2 separate regions of the Drosophila melanogaster genome follow, and region 1 is linked to region 2. A link is a contact called in public targeted proximity ligation data. All regions are on one chromosome and are shown on one strand. The core of a region is the stretch at or near the end of the contact, and the rest is flanking DNA. Distances in the headings are between cores, read along the strand shown. Region 1 holds the start of Fer1HCH (Ferritin 1 heavy chain homologue). Region 2 holds the start of heca (headcase).

Evidence for each region.
Region 1: a contact with region 2 is called in a targeted proximity ligation map of the Kc167 cell line, with 4 times the contacts expected there. A contact is called at or near these places in 27 of 107 Hi-C or Micro-C datasets (the Clone 8 cell line, the D17-c3 cell line, the Kc167 cell line and 15 more) and 4 of 7 datasets of targeted methods (the Kc167 cell line and the S2 cell line).

Annotation. Positions count from the first base shown.
Region 1 is chr3R:30,384,555-30,390,583 of dm6, reverse strand. Fer1HCH (Ferritin 1 heavy chain homologue) reads left to right here and starts at 2,406. Exons shown (of 3, transcript NM_080134.4): 1 at 2,406-3,120; 2 at 3,988-4,265; 3 at 4,328-5,011. The coding sequence starts at 3,054. The coding sequence ends at 4,600. Fer2LCH (Ferritin 2 light chain homologue) reads right to left here and starts at 2,780. Exons shown (of 4, transcript NM_080063.4): 1 at 2,663-2,780; 2 at 1,682-2,004; 3 at 1,256-1,385; 4 at 175-887. The coding sequence starts at 1,373. The coding sequence ends at 322.
Region 2 is chr3R:30,274,694-30,281,570 of dm6, reverse strand. It overlaps heca (headcase), which reads right to left and starts at 3,639. Exons shown (of 6, transcript NM_001276174.1): 1 at 1,324-3,639. The coding sequence starts at 2,627.

The DNA.
Region 1 (6,029 bases), core at 1,157-3,656, 110 kb before region 2:
CTAGTTGATAATTAGGTTCTTTGATGTGTTTATTATTTGTTCAAGCGGTAACGTACATACTAAAGATACATTTGCTGGGGCGAACTTGCTAACTTATTTATGATAACATTATCACAATCTGGTGTGCTGGTAAATCAAGGTGAATTTCGCGGTGTAAATTATTCACTTGTGGCTGCTTTGATAATGCTGCTGCTGCACTGCGATTTATTGATGAACAATCCAAGGAAACAAATTTATAAGGGAATTATGAGAGCAATTTTGAGGAGACAGTGTAGGAGCGTGTTAGAAAAAGAAGGAGGAAAAGGAGGTGGTCTCCACTCCTTACTGCTTCTGCAGATACTCGTCGAACAGGTAGACGGACAGGGATGGGTCGGGGACCTTCATCAGCTTGGCGAGGTCGTTGGCATAGCCGGACAGCTTGCGCACGCTCTCGGCCTGCTTGCCCAGGAAGTTCTCCTCGAAGTAGTGGGCCAGCTCGGGATCCCTCTCGGCGTCGGTGGCGTGGGTGGCACGGGAGTGCACGTGAGTGGCTCCGGTGGCCAGCTGCTTCTCGGTGTCCAGAGCCAGAGCCAGGGAGTGCAGTTCGTCGACCTCAAGAGTGCCGCGCTTGGTGCTCACGGAGCCGGAAGACTCGTGGCGGGTGTTGAAGTCAACGATTCCTCCGCGACGGGTCACCTGCTTGATCAGGGCAATGCTGTCCTCGAAGGAGCGGTCCGAGAGTCCCTGGTACAGCTTCTGGAAGCCGGGGCGGTTCTTCTGGTAGGAGTTGAAGTGGGTGGCCAGCAGGAGGTAGTCGTACGACTTGGCCAAGTTGGCGTTGATGTAGGACTGGATCTCGGGCTCAATATGGTCAATGCCAGCAAAACGGGCATTACAAATGGAGTTGGCTACGGGGAAAAAGCAAATAATAAAGATCACACTCTTAGAATAGGAGAGCAGAAGCACATCCAATAGTAATGACATAGTCTTAATGGTTCCTAACTAGGTAGTGCCATACTAAACAAGGCAATAGAATTTTGAATTTGTATTTGTATCTTTAAAATAATAATGTAAGGGCCGTAATGCAGTAAGAATTGGAAAGTGTTCATTTTCACGAAATCTGAGATAGTGCAGAAATACATCCAATCTATATTTCACTTACTCTTGCCTGTGAAAAAGCCCGTGAGCGCTTGTTTTTATTATTATGTTTTACAAAGATACAAAAAGCAACAACACAGATTAGCCACTCTCTCTTAGAGGCGCTCTCTTTACTCACCCGAAAAGGCTGACGTAGAGCATGCGGTGATTACAGTGTTCTGGCAATATTCATCATCCTTGGCCAAGGCAAGAGAGCCGAGGCACGCAAAGAGAGCGAGTGCAACGAAAAATTTCATGTCGACGGTTTACTGTAAATTAAAATCAAATTCGAGAGGCGAAAACAAAGGAAATTAGTTTCACAACAATTGACAATTGGAAAACAGACACTTTTGTTTTCATTTTGGGCGAGTTTTTTCGTTTTGCGTCGTAGCGTTTTCTTGAATTTTCTGTGCTCTTTTTTAACAACAAAACCACCACCAATGGAATGTTTTGGTTTTTAAATTTATATGGTGGTCGGTTTAAAAACACAGTTTCCAGAATATTATTTTCTAGTTTTCGTAACTAAACACTCACAAAGTAGTTAGTTAGTAATATTAAAACTCACTTCCAGTGCCTGTGCTTTTATTAATAATTCAATCGCTTTATGTGCTTCTTGGTGAAACTCTGAAAATCAACTGCTGTTTATAGCGTCGCGTACGTCTCTTTCTATGCGATCGATATGGCTGTGTGTGTGTGGTTTTGGAGAGCGTGCATGGGCATGTGTTGTTTTGCGCTCAGTGCGGGATTTCGGTGTCATTCAAATATGGCCGCTGCCAGTGCTGTTGTTGCTGCGCCTGCTGGAAGGTGACTCACGACAGGGTTGTCAGCGTGTGCAAAATATGGACGCTGCACTTTGGATTTCAAGTGGTTTCCTGAGAGTTTTATCAGCTAACGATGAGAATTGAAAATAAACTGCAGATAAACCATCTACCTCCTAAGATAATGTTTTAAGTTTTGATATATTGGTAATTCACAGCAGCATCGAGCTTGAGACTGTTGCTATTTACAATACATATTATTGCTGGGTTCGGAGATAATGTAGGGTTTCCCCAATCAACAAACAAATTATGTAATTTGTAAGTTTTCCCACCATGTATCCTTCTTATCAAGTGTCATTCTTGGAGCTCTGCAAGCGACACGTAAAAAAGAGCCGTCGCCATATTAGCAGTTATCAAAGTGGGTGACTGATCCCCCCTTCGAACGTGCAAATCAACTTGACAAAATGTGAATTAAATTGTCAGCAATAATTAAACCGCCTGGCAACACATGACGTGGTGCTCTCCCACGGCCAAAACAAAAACAAAGAACAGCTGATGCGCATCTCAAAAGAGCGGCCATATTGCATTTGATAAATTTACTTCTTAGTAAGTGGGGATTATCTGACTAGGAAACCCGACTTTATACAAAGTATACCCATATTGAGGACGTGTGTATCACATTGAGTGCGGCAATTATCGGGAATATTCAATTATCAGCCATTTAAACGGTTAACAAAGAACGGGCGACATGTTGAAAAGATAACAGTGCACACTCTCCCATCACTCACACACACACGAAGAAAAACCGAGAGCGCGCGCGCTTAAAAGTGTTTTGTGCGCCGTTCGGAGCGACAGTTCGCTTTCGAGTTCGCTAAAACACAACGTAGAAAGGCCTTAGCTCCACTGAAAAATCAGATTAAAGCTGTCAGCAGAAGGTACTGGAAAGCATTCGAGAAGTCGAAAATAATCCCAATCAAGCCCATCAAATTGAAGCAGGCGACGCCTTCTGCGCCAGTGTGTGTAAAGGCAGCTAGATTTTCAATTTCAACGCCTATTTAACATTGTAGCTCAACTCGAGTCGCCTCATTCTCATTTGTGCATTTCAAGCAAATCAAACTAAAGTGAAAAACAAATTTTTGTTCTGTGATTTTGTGTAAAGACTACGTTCGACGATCAAAGATGGTGAAACTAATTGCTAGCCTGCTCCTGTTGGCCGTGGTGGCCCAGGCCTATGGAGATTTCAAGTGTAAGTACTAATGTTACGTTTTATTCATCAGAATTTCAAACAAAACAAAGGCAGGTCATCGGAAAAAAAACAATAAATTTCGACGCAATACGCAAAGAGAAGCAAAACATTTGTAATGCGTTGAAAAGAGCATGCGCCGTTTCTCTTTGACGCTCTTTCACTCTCTTTCGTCAATGAAGTGAAGTTACCAAACCAGTTGATTTAAAAGTTATTGATACTTCCGTTGCGCTTTGGGGAAATGATAACCAGTTTTTATACATAAATTTTCATAATTAAATAATGCGAATTTCGCTTTCATTTCCATGAATATTGCGGTATAAATAAGCTTGACTTTTTGTTGTTACATTTCAAGGCGCTCTTTGCACACGGCTTTTACGGGCCGAGTGAGCTAGCATGGTGAACCATGCTTTTTGCACACGGCACTACACGAAAACAAATGCCGTTACTATGGCGGCGAGAGCTGCGCACGTTACCAATGCAGTTACAAAAACAGAGAGAGAGAGTGGGAGAGTAGGCCATTACAGTTTTGCACACGGTTTTTGTGCCCTAGAATAGCGGCATTTCAAGCGCAATTTCAAAGGTTTATGCAATTACGCCCTCTTAAATGCAATAACCAACAACGCCCTACCCCTCAGCCAAGCAAGAAAGCAAGAGTTTCGTGAGAGAGCTTCAAAGGGAGCGAGAAGAGCATCAACTAAAAGAAAAACAAAACCTAAGCCATGAAGGTCAAGACCAAGAGTGCAAAGGTTTTTAAAATATTAAAATTTACCTAAGTTCTGATTACAAAAATAAATTTTTTAAAGCTGAATACTAGCCATATATTGTTATCGTGGTCCCCCGACTTAACCCAACCTTATCCCATTGCAGGCTCCCTGGCTGTTCCTGAGATTACCAAGGACTGGGTGGACATGAAGGATGCCTGCATAAAGGGCATGCGCAATCAGATCCAGGAGGAGATCAACGCCTCCTACCAGTACTTGGCCATGGGCGCCTACTTCTCCCGCGACACCGTCAACCGCCCTGGATTCGCCGAGCACTTCTTCAAGGCCGCCAAGGAGGAACGTGAGCACGGATCCAAGCTGGTGGAGTACCTGTCCATGCGCGGTCAACTGACCGAGGGAGTCAGCGATCTGATCAATGTGCCGGTAAGTCGACGACTCGCCTAGAAAACCCAAAAGCCCAGCTAATCCTGGCGAATCCCCCACAGACTGTGGCCAAGCAGGAGTGGACCGATGGTGCCGCCGCCCTGTCCGACGCCCTCGACCTGGAGATCAAGGTGACCAAGTCCATCCGCAAGCTGATCCAGACCTGCGAGAACAAGCCCTACAACCACTACCACCTGGTGGACTACCTGACCGGTGTCTATCTGGAGGAGCAGCTCCACGGACAGCGCGAGCTCGCCGGCAAGCTGACCACTCTCAAGAAGATGATGGACACCAACGGCGAACTGGGCGAGTTCCTGTTCGACAAGACCCTGTAAGGAGGTGGAGATAGAGAAGGCGCAGCGCCCAGTCACGCATCAAAATTATCAGCCAGTCGAGTTATCTGTTATCTGTCAGCCCAGAGAGCCTTCCCGAGGGTCCGCTATTAAATCATCACCAGCCAAGTCGGCGACTGGCCAATAAATTATCCGTTCGACTGCGATCCTCAAACCAGCACAGCAAAATTCCACGTCTGTTCTTTCTTATCAACCACTTGTGATTTCCGTACACCTCGGGAGGGGGCTCCACATTATGCAATCGCCGAGATTTCGCCTAGGCTTAAGTGGAATCGCTCATTCGCATAGTAAGACACTCAGCACAACCCATTCAATACATCCTATATCTTTATATTTTTCTGTCAATTAGACGAGCAAGTTCTTAAATAAATAACAATATATATGTAACGAAATAAACTGTATATGCGTTTGTTTTTGAGGGAGTTTTTTCAGATGGAAAACGAGGGTGATTTTATTCTTGTTGATAATTTTCGATGGGGATTTCACAGAAAAAGTGCTATATCTTGGGAAAGACACGTCCAATTGTGGAGTGGAATACCTCGTTGAACTTGTAAAAATATTCCTAAACGACGGGTAACTCATTTAGAGAAATTTTTGGTTTGAAAATTTTTTCGATTTTTTATGATGTTACCCCTTACAAAAAATGCGAAATTTGGCCGAAAAATTATTTTTCCAAATTAAAGCAAATATTGATATGGGTCTTTAGCTGAGGACCCCAGCTGACTAAAAAAGTGCGTTTTTCAGCCTTGTGACATATTTTGGCCAACTTACAACGAAAAAACTGTAAAAAAGGTGTTTAAAACTGGAATGTTTAAGGAAAAAGAAATTGTGTTTTTGGGAATGGTGAAGTTGTAGGTTATTTCGTAAAATCACAATAAAGCAAAACTTTGTTTCTACTCTCTGTTGGTTCAGTAAGCCTATCAGATTACAGAGGTCCTTGGAGAGTTGAGTAGAGTGCGGAATCAAGTGATACGCCTTACAATTGATACACTTAATATTTGGATCTACTTTCGCTAATTTTTGCTGTCTTCCCAACTCCAATTTGCTCAGAAGATAATATTGCAATCTCTCTGTTAGCCGATTAACCCTTTATTGTCCCACGACAATGCACTTGATGAGCCGTATCTGGGATCACGTCTCGCCTGTCCATCGTCCGACGTCCATCAGTGGGCAGTGTCTAATGGTTGTACGCATCGCATATTCCGTTTGATAAATGTCAGCATCTTCGTCTCGAGTCCCATTATTGACCCTTTCATGTGGTCCCCTCCCAGCGGTGGTAACCCCGTACTCTTAACCCCTTACCATGCTAATCTGATTGGAAAACACAAAAAGCCAACCATAAAGAGGAAGTAAAGCGAGACGCTAACTGCACTGCAAAAAATTGTATTCACTTTTACTATATATCACGAGG
Region 2 (6,877 bases), core at 2,390-4,889:
AACCAAAAAAGAATGCAAGAGGCAAGAAATTGCATTTGAAATTGAGAGAACACCGAAACTTGGATACCCTAATATAGTTTAAATAGAAAAGGATCGGCCGAACTAAATATAGCTTTTACTTAAAAGCTTTTATAAAAAAGCAGATTTTACTGTTTATCGCTAAAACAGCAATTCCGCATTTTAGGTTAAAAAAAAGAGACATGCAAAAAAAAAAGTGTGGCCTTGAAAAGTGTGCAAAACAGAGAGTGAGATAGAGAGCGAAATCCAGAAGAATGAATGGAATTATGCCATAGAAGGCAAAACAAAGTTCTCAGCTTGGAAAGAGAGGGCAAGCTGCCGCGCGAAAGAGATGGACAGAGGGTGAGGGGTTGGGATTCTTAAAACCTGAAGATCGCGTTCAAAACAACAACATTAAAAAAAAAAAAAACACAAAAAGCGATCTAATTCCTCTTCGTGTTGTTCTCCTATTCGCATTTTTTTTTTTTTTTGATCGCAATGAAATAAATAATAGTATTCGCTGCTCTGGGAAACGGAAATATTAAAAGTAGGCACAAAATAAATAAGAACAAGAACACATCTGGGAAACATACCATACGATAAATGTCCGCTGCTATATGGCAGCATATAAATTTCAATAATTTTTCATTGCCTATGATTTATGAGTAAAAAGAATGCCAATGAAGAGTGAAGAACTACAGCAGAATAAAAGAAAGAAAGCCTTGACCCACCGAAAGCAACAAAACAAAAGATTATAATATTTTATTCATTCCCTCTGAGTTGATGCAAATCGTCGACTTCCTTAAGGGGAAAATATTCGCAAATTTCTCGAATAAACCAGCGCATTTTATTTAATATTTCTGCAAATATTGTCTGTATTTCGCAGCTGTTCAGTCGTCAAGGTTATATAATCTATGGAACCGGCAAACGAACGAAAAACGGGCAAACAAACGCCTCAATTGTTGATAACACTGTGCAACACGATAAAGGAACGAGAGTATCAATCTGGTATCTATTTGGCATGTTTGTTGATAACACCTGAAGCCACTGGAAGTTTTATCAAAGGAAAAGCTAAACAAAACTTATAACAACTGCAGTAAATAAATTCGAAATATTAAGGCCCCCCTTGTCGTTCAGTGTAATTGATAAAAGTTTTGTGAATAAATATTGAAACGCTTATGTACCCCAACCACATGCTGGGGAATTTCGCCACACAAATTTCGCTTTGTTAAACAAGTTAACCAAGTATTTAAGATGAAATTCTAGACAATAAGACTATAGCTCCTTATAATCTATATGGTTATCATGATGATATCTTGTACTTACCGCACTCGATCGGAATAGAGTTCGACCTCCTTGTTCTTCTGCTGCTGCACAAGTTGCTGCTGCTCGTAGCTGGCCAATGGCTTGAAGTTGCTGATATTGGCCAAAGCAGGCAGGTTATTCTGCTGCTGCTGTTGTTGTTGCAGCTGCTGCTGCTGCTGCTGCTGGGGAGCAATCAGCAGATTCTTGGACAAGCCCAATCCATTTTGCAAAAGGTTGCTGCCGAAAGCTGGACCCAGAGGCTGGATCAGCAGCGACTGCTGCTGTTGCTGCTGCTGCTGTGGCAGCAATTGCTGCACCGGCGACACGGATATCTCGCCACTGGACTGGGAGTCCGAGGGCGAGGTGGATCCACTGCCAGCTCCACTGGAGGATAGGCTGCCAGCCCTGGCGCGCAGGTCCAGGCCGAGGACATTGTTCGTATTGAGGATGTTGCTGAAAGTGGCCAGCGCACTGGTCTGCAGAACGCCGGAGGAGCCGTTGTTGCCACTGCTGCCATTGCTGGCGGTGTTGCCGTTGTTGTGGGGCAAACCCGACCCTATGACGCCCACATTGGGATTGGGCGTGAGTCCGGCGTAGCTGTTGCCGTTGTTGTTGCTCAAGGGGGTTTTGGTGTTGCCATTGACACCAGCACCACCACCACCGCCGCCGCCGTTGTTGTTGTTGTTGTTGCGGTTCCTCTTCTTCTTGGCCTTCTTCTTGTCGTCGTCCTCGCTGAGGCTGCCATTGGCCAGAGTGGGCCGGTTGCCAGACCCGTTGAGGTATATGACGCCCTGGCTGCTCGGCGGCACCCAGTCGAGGTCCTTGCGCAATTGTCCCCTGCCGCACTTGCAGCTGCAGGCCTTCTGGACCAGCTCGTAGCCCTTCTTGGTCCACAGGTGCTGCAGACGCTGCCGCTCCGACCAGGATCGAGCACGACCGTTGGCCTTCAGTGCCTGCAGCACGCTCGCCTCCCACCACTCGAAGCACTCGCGATGCATGTACTGGCCTGCGCTGCAGTTCTCGTTGTTGCACAGCACACGGATGCAGTCCGCCAGGGAGAGCTCGTTCAGGTGTATCAGGGTGTCCAGTTTGCGACAGTCTCCGCTGGGCAGGCAGCAGTGGACCATGCCCCCGCCGCCAACGCCGCCAACGCCACCGGTTCCCTGCATGGGCGCCATTAGGACGCCTGAAGAATTCACGTTCTCCGCGTAGAACTGCAGCAGTTGATGCTGCTGCGTCTGGTGCTGCTGCTGCAACTGTTGCTGGTGCTGCTGCTGGGTGCTGTTGCCGCTGCTGCTGATGTTGCTGTTGCGACGCGGAGCCATAAATTTGTGTTTTTTCCTCTTAATATGCACTCGTTGCGGCGAAAAACTTGGTTGGTTGGCTGGGTTGGCTGTCCTCGAGAATCCTCAATCTCTATTTCGAATCAGCATTTTGCCAACGATTATGAATTTCAAAATATTGCTTGTTGATTTTTTCGCGATTTTATGGTGCGATTTGCGGTCTATATAAATGCTGCTGGCATATATTTATTTATTTTTGAACCGATTCCAGAATATATTTCAACTGATGGTTTTGGCAGATCCAGTGAGTTTTCGTGAATTTTAGTGGGTTTTTGTAAATTTTTAGAAATTTTGCAGACAAAAGTCTGATTTTATACGGAATTTAATTTTTTTGTGTATAGTAAATGCTTGTTATTTTAGCGATTTAGTCTGTTTAGGTTTTAACTTTTCGGTTGCCTTTTTCAATTGTTTTCAGTTGGATTTTCCGAGTGGGTTTCTACCGAGATTGGTATTATTTTTAACTTGATGGGTAATTGCTTTCACTTATTGCTTTAAAAATTGTACACCTCCTTGCTGTGTGTATCAAAAATACTTCGAAAAATTCCCGTCAATGCAGTCTGTTGTGTTTTGCGTAATTTTCTGTTTTGTTGTTGTACCTGAGCTGAGTTTATTGTTGTTGTAGAACTTTAAGTATCAAAAATTGTTTTTTTTTTATTGTTTATCTTCGCTTCGTCCCTATCTCCCTCTCACACGATCGTTCGCTCTCATTCACACACGCGGCGCCATGTTCGGCAATTTTTCACATTTTGCTTCGCTTTCTGCGTTTATTTCTTTGCGCCTCTTATTTTTTTGCCGGCAAACAAAAAGGATTAGAGGATAGTGTAAATTTCCGATTGGTTTTTAGTCGCAGGACAATTGTAAACTGGAGTGTTCCTCTTCGATTTATTCGGTTTTGCTAGTTCTCCTGTTTTCCGTTTTTTCCCACCACGAGCGGCGCACGCAGAGAGAAGCCAAAAAACACAACCAACCAGATCGAAAGCGAAATTCAAACTGTTTTTGGTCTGTGCTTGCTCGCCGCGTTCGAACATCGCGCGTCGAACATCGCTGCCGGCGTCGCTGCTTGGCATTGGCAGCGAAGTTGGAGTTTTCCTCCACTCCGATTTTCCGCACTTCTTCATTCCGTTTTTCGGGGTTGGTGGGTGGTGGTTGGCTGGTTTTCACTTTCCACCACCGCCGCCAACCGCTCGCTTTTCATTCGGTGGAAAACTGAACAGATTTTTGGCGCTAAAATGAGAAATGGTGGGGGAAAATTGCGGAAGGGGCTACAAAAAAAGTGTCTAATTCACTAGAATTTTCCACTGTAGGCCAGAATTTGGTACATTTTCCCACTTTACAACGGAACTTTTGATAGCAGTTACATACTTGATTAGATTAAATGTCTTAAAAATATATGTAGGAGTTTAGACTTTTGTTAATAAGCTTCATTTCCATAGAAAATGTTTCTATCAAGCCGTATTTTCTTTAAACTAATAAGAATAATAATAACATGTTTCTAACTTTATAGCCAAAAAGGAATATATATTTCTCCCTATGTTTTGGTTCCAAAATTAAATGAATTCGATTATTATTAAATAATCTAAATTTAATTATTTATTAGAATTTTTAGATTTTACATCCATTTCATTTACAATTAGGAGCTCTCGATGATTCGCCAAAATTCACTTTCGTTGCGGCTCGAAGCTGGTTCGAATCAAGTTCGAAGCCGGTCGTTTCCCCTCCAACATGTTCGACTGCAGTTGCCATGCGAACGTCGAGCGCGTTGGCTCTGTTCCACATGCATGGAGCGTGCATATGTGTTTGTGCCAGAAACCGGCAAAGTAAACAACATGAAAACAGGGTTGCCGAGTCGCTGGAACTCGAACTTGCAGCGCACTTTTGCTTTCCGTGGCTAATCTTTTAATTCCAGTGGAAGTGGAAATGCCGTTCGATGTCTCCATCTCCCTCTGTCGGAACTGCCGTTCTCTGTCGCACGCTTCGATTGCTGTTATATATTTACATACAAACGTATCTATATAATCCCCTATATATTCGCAAGCACATTTGCACAAAAATACAAATACAATGAATGCATGCGAGTGCTGGCAATAAAAGTGGCAGAGACAAAAAGGAAGAGAATTAAAACATTGAACGAAAAAGAGTTGAAGATACCCTACCTTGAATTAAAACAACCAATTAAAACTTGAATACGCAGACCTATTACTGCTTTCAATTGAAACAAGTATGTACATATGTATGAATAATTGTAATAGTTAAATTGTTGATATTAGTCCTAAGATTACGAATATCGCAGGTAACTTTTGTATTATGACTACTTATTTGTGTTTTGACTGTAGGGTATTAAAGTTGCCACCAAAACCCAAATAAGCTTTCAAACGTAGAGCCTTTTTATTGTATCCTCGCCTTTGTGTATATATGTACATACACACATATAAAAATTCCCGCTGTGTTGCAAAAAAAAAAAGTATGCGAAAACGAATAAGAAGAAGCGGTAGAAATGGCAAAAAACAGGCACGTGTAGAACGAAAAGTGGTAAAGGGAAGGGATCTCGCAACCAGATGGGGTTTTCTTATAGGACTCAGGATCTCAGGATCCGGGGTTCTATTCTTTTGGTAACTGCGGTGCAAAGTCAAGGTCCAATTCCACTTATTTTCGAGTCAAACTGCGCAGTTTCCATTTTTTTCTCTCGATTTTGACCTGCCGGGTAGAAGAAGAGCGAGCAGGAGGGAGAGAACCAGAGGGTTCTGATATAATAATTAAGTCAGTCAGGTAGGCAGATCGGCAGCCATTGCGTAATAGGATCGTACGTACGAGTATATTTAGGTATGCATGTATGTAATTATGTATGTATAGGTTGTTTGTTGTTCTAGCTAAAGGATCGTCGGTGGAGAGGGTAAAAGAACAAAGGAGGGGCGAACTAGTTTGTTGTTGTTGTCATCGCCGCTTTATAATTCTCAAGGATTTCGCTTTGTGTTCTCTTCGACTCTGACCTAATTTTAATGACCAATGCATAACGAAAAAATAATAATAATAAGAAGAAGAAGATGGCATGTGTTCAAAGCGAAAAGGGAGAAGAGAAGAGGAGAGAGTCTGAAGCCGCGGGCAAAAGCTGAGCTCATAATTCTTCGGCGACACGCATCAAGTTTAATTTGCATAATTAATGGCAATGCAGGACTGCAACCCTGGGGGCCGAAAAAAGAGTTGCCAGGTCGTTAAGTTATGTTTTTAAATTAGGAATTAGGTATGAACCTATGTATGAAATGAAATGAAATTTCATAATTATTTCTATATTAGGCTACTGCCTCTAAGTTCCGATCTCTAAGCCATTTTAATGGGTAAACTTCTGCTTATTTATGTCCCATAACTTCAAATATTAAAGTGATGCCTGTGTGTGTGTTCTTTGCAACTTTCTGCGTGTTTCTTCGCTTCCTGTTTGGCTTCTAACCAGGGTGTGAAAGCGGTTTCTTCGAAGGAGGAACTTCGCGGTGGCGTAAGAGTATCTGCAAGATACTCGTTCGGATGGATAGGCAAACCCAACGCGAATTCCCTACCTCCTCCCTCCCACGTTTTAGCCATAGCCATCCATTTGTGCAGGCCTTTCCTTGTGTTTTTCGCCGTTCCTTCGCTTCAAAAGTCCCGAGGGTGTTTTGGGCAGATGTGTTCGACACCCACCCGTACTCCTCCATCCATCCAAACCCTCCTTCATCACTCCGCTCCTCTGGCAGAGCAGCATTATTTGTAATTACTCATACTACCGCGTTTATCCAATCGGAAGCAACTTTGAAACCCAAAATAGGGTTTGAAATTCAACTGGCATGGCAACCCGACTCAACCTCAAACCGTTCAAACTTCGTACATAGCGGTAAACATAATACATGCCAAATATATAGCCATAAAAAGAGACAAAACGGCGGAGAGAGTCGTGTTTTTCACTCGACGGAGGGTGTCGTAATTTCGTTTCGTTGCCAAAAATAACCCAAACTCCATTTTGTTGCCACTTGTCGACGGATGCAGATGATGGTGGATTCGTTAGGCAAGCAGCAGAAGGGTCCAGAACTCCGGCTGCGTCCCTTTTTGCGCCTCTTTTGGGCGGCTGGGGGCTTCAATGTGGGTCTGATTCACGCAGCTCTGCTTACATAAGCGAAATGAAGTCAGCATTCGCCCTATAGACATACATATTCCCACTTAACGAACGGATGTGCTACACTCCAATCGGATTGAAACCATTATGTCAA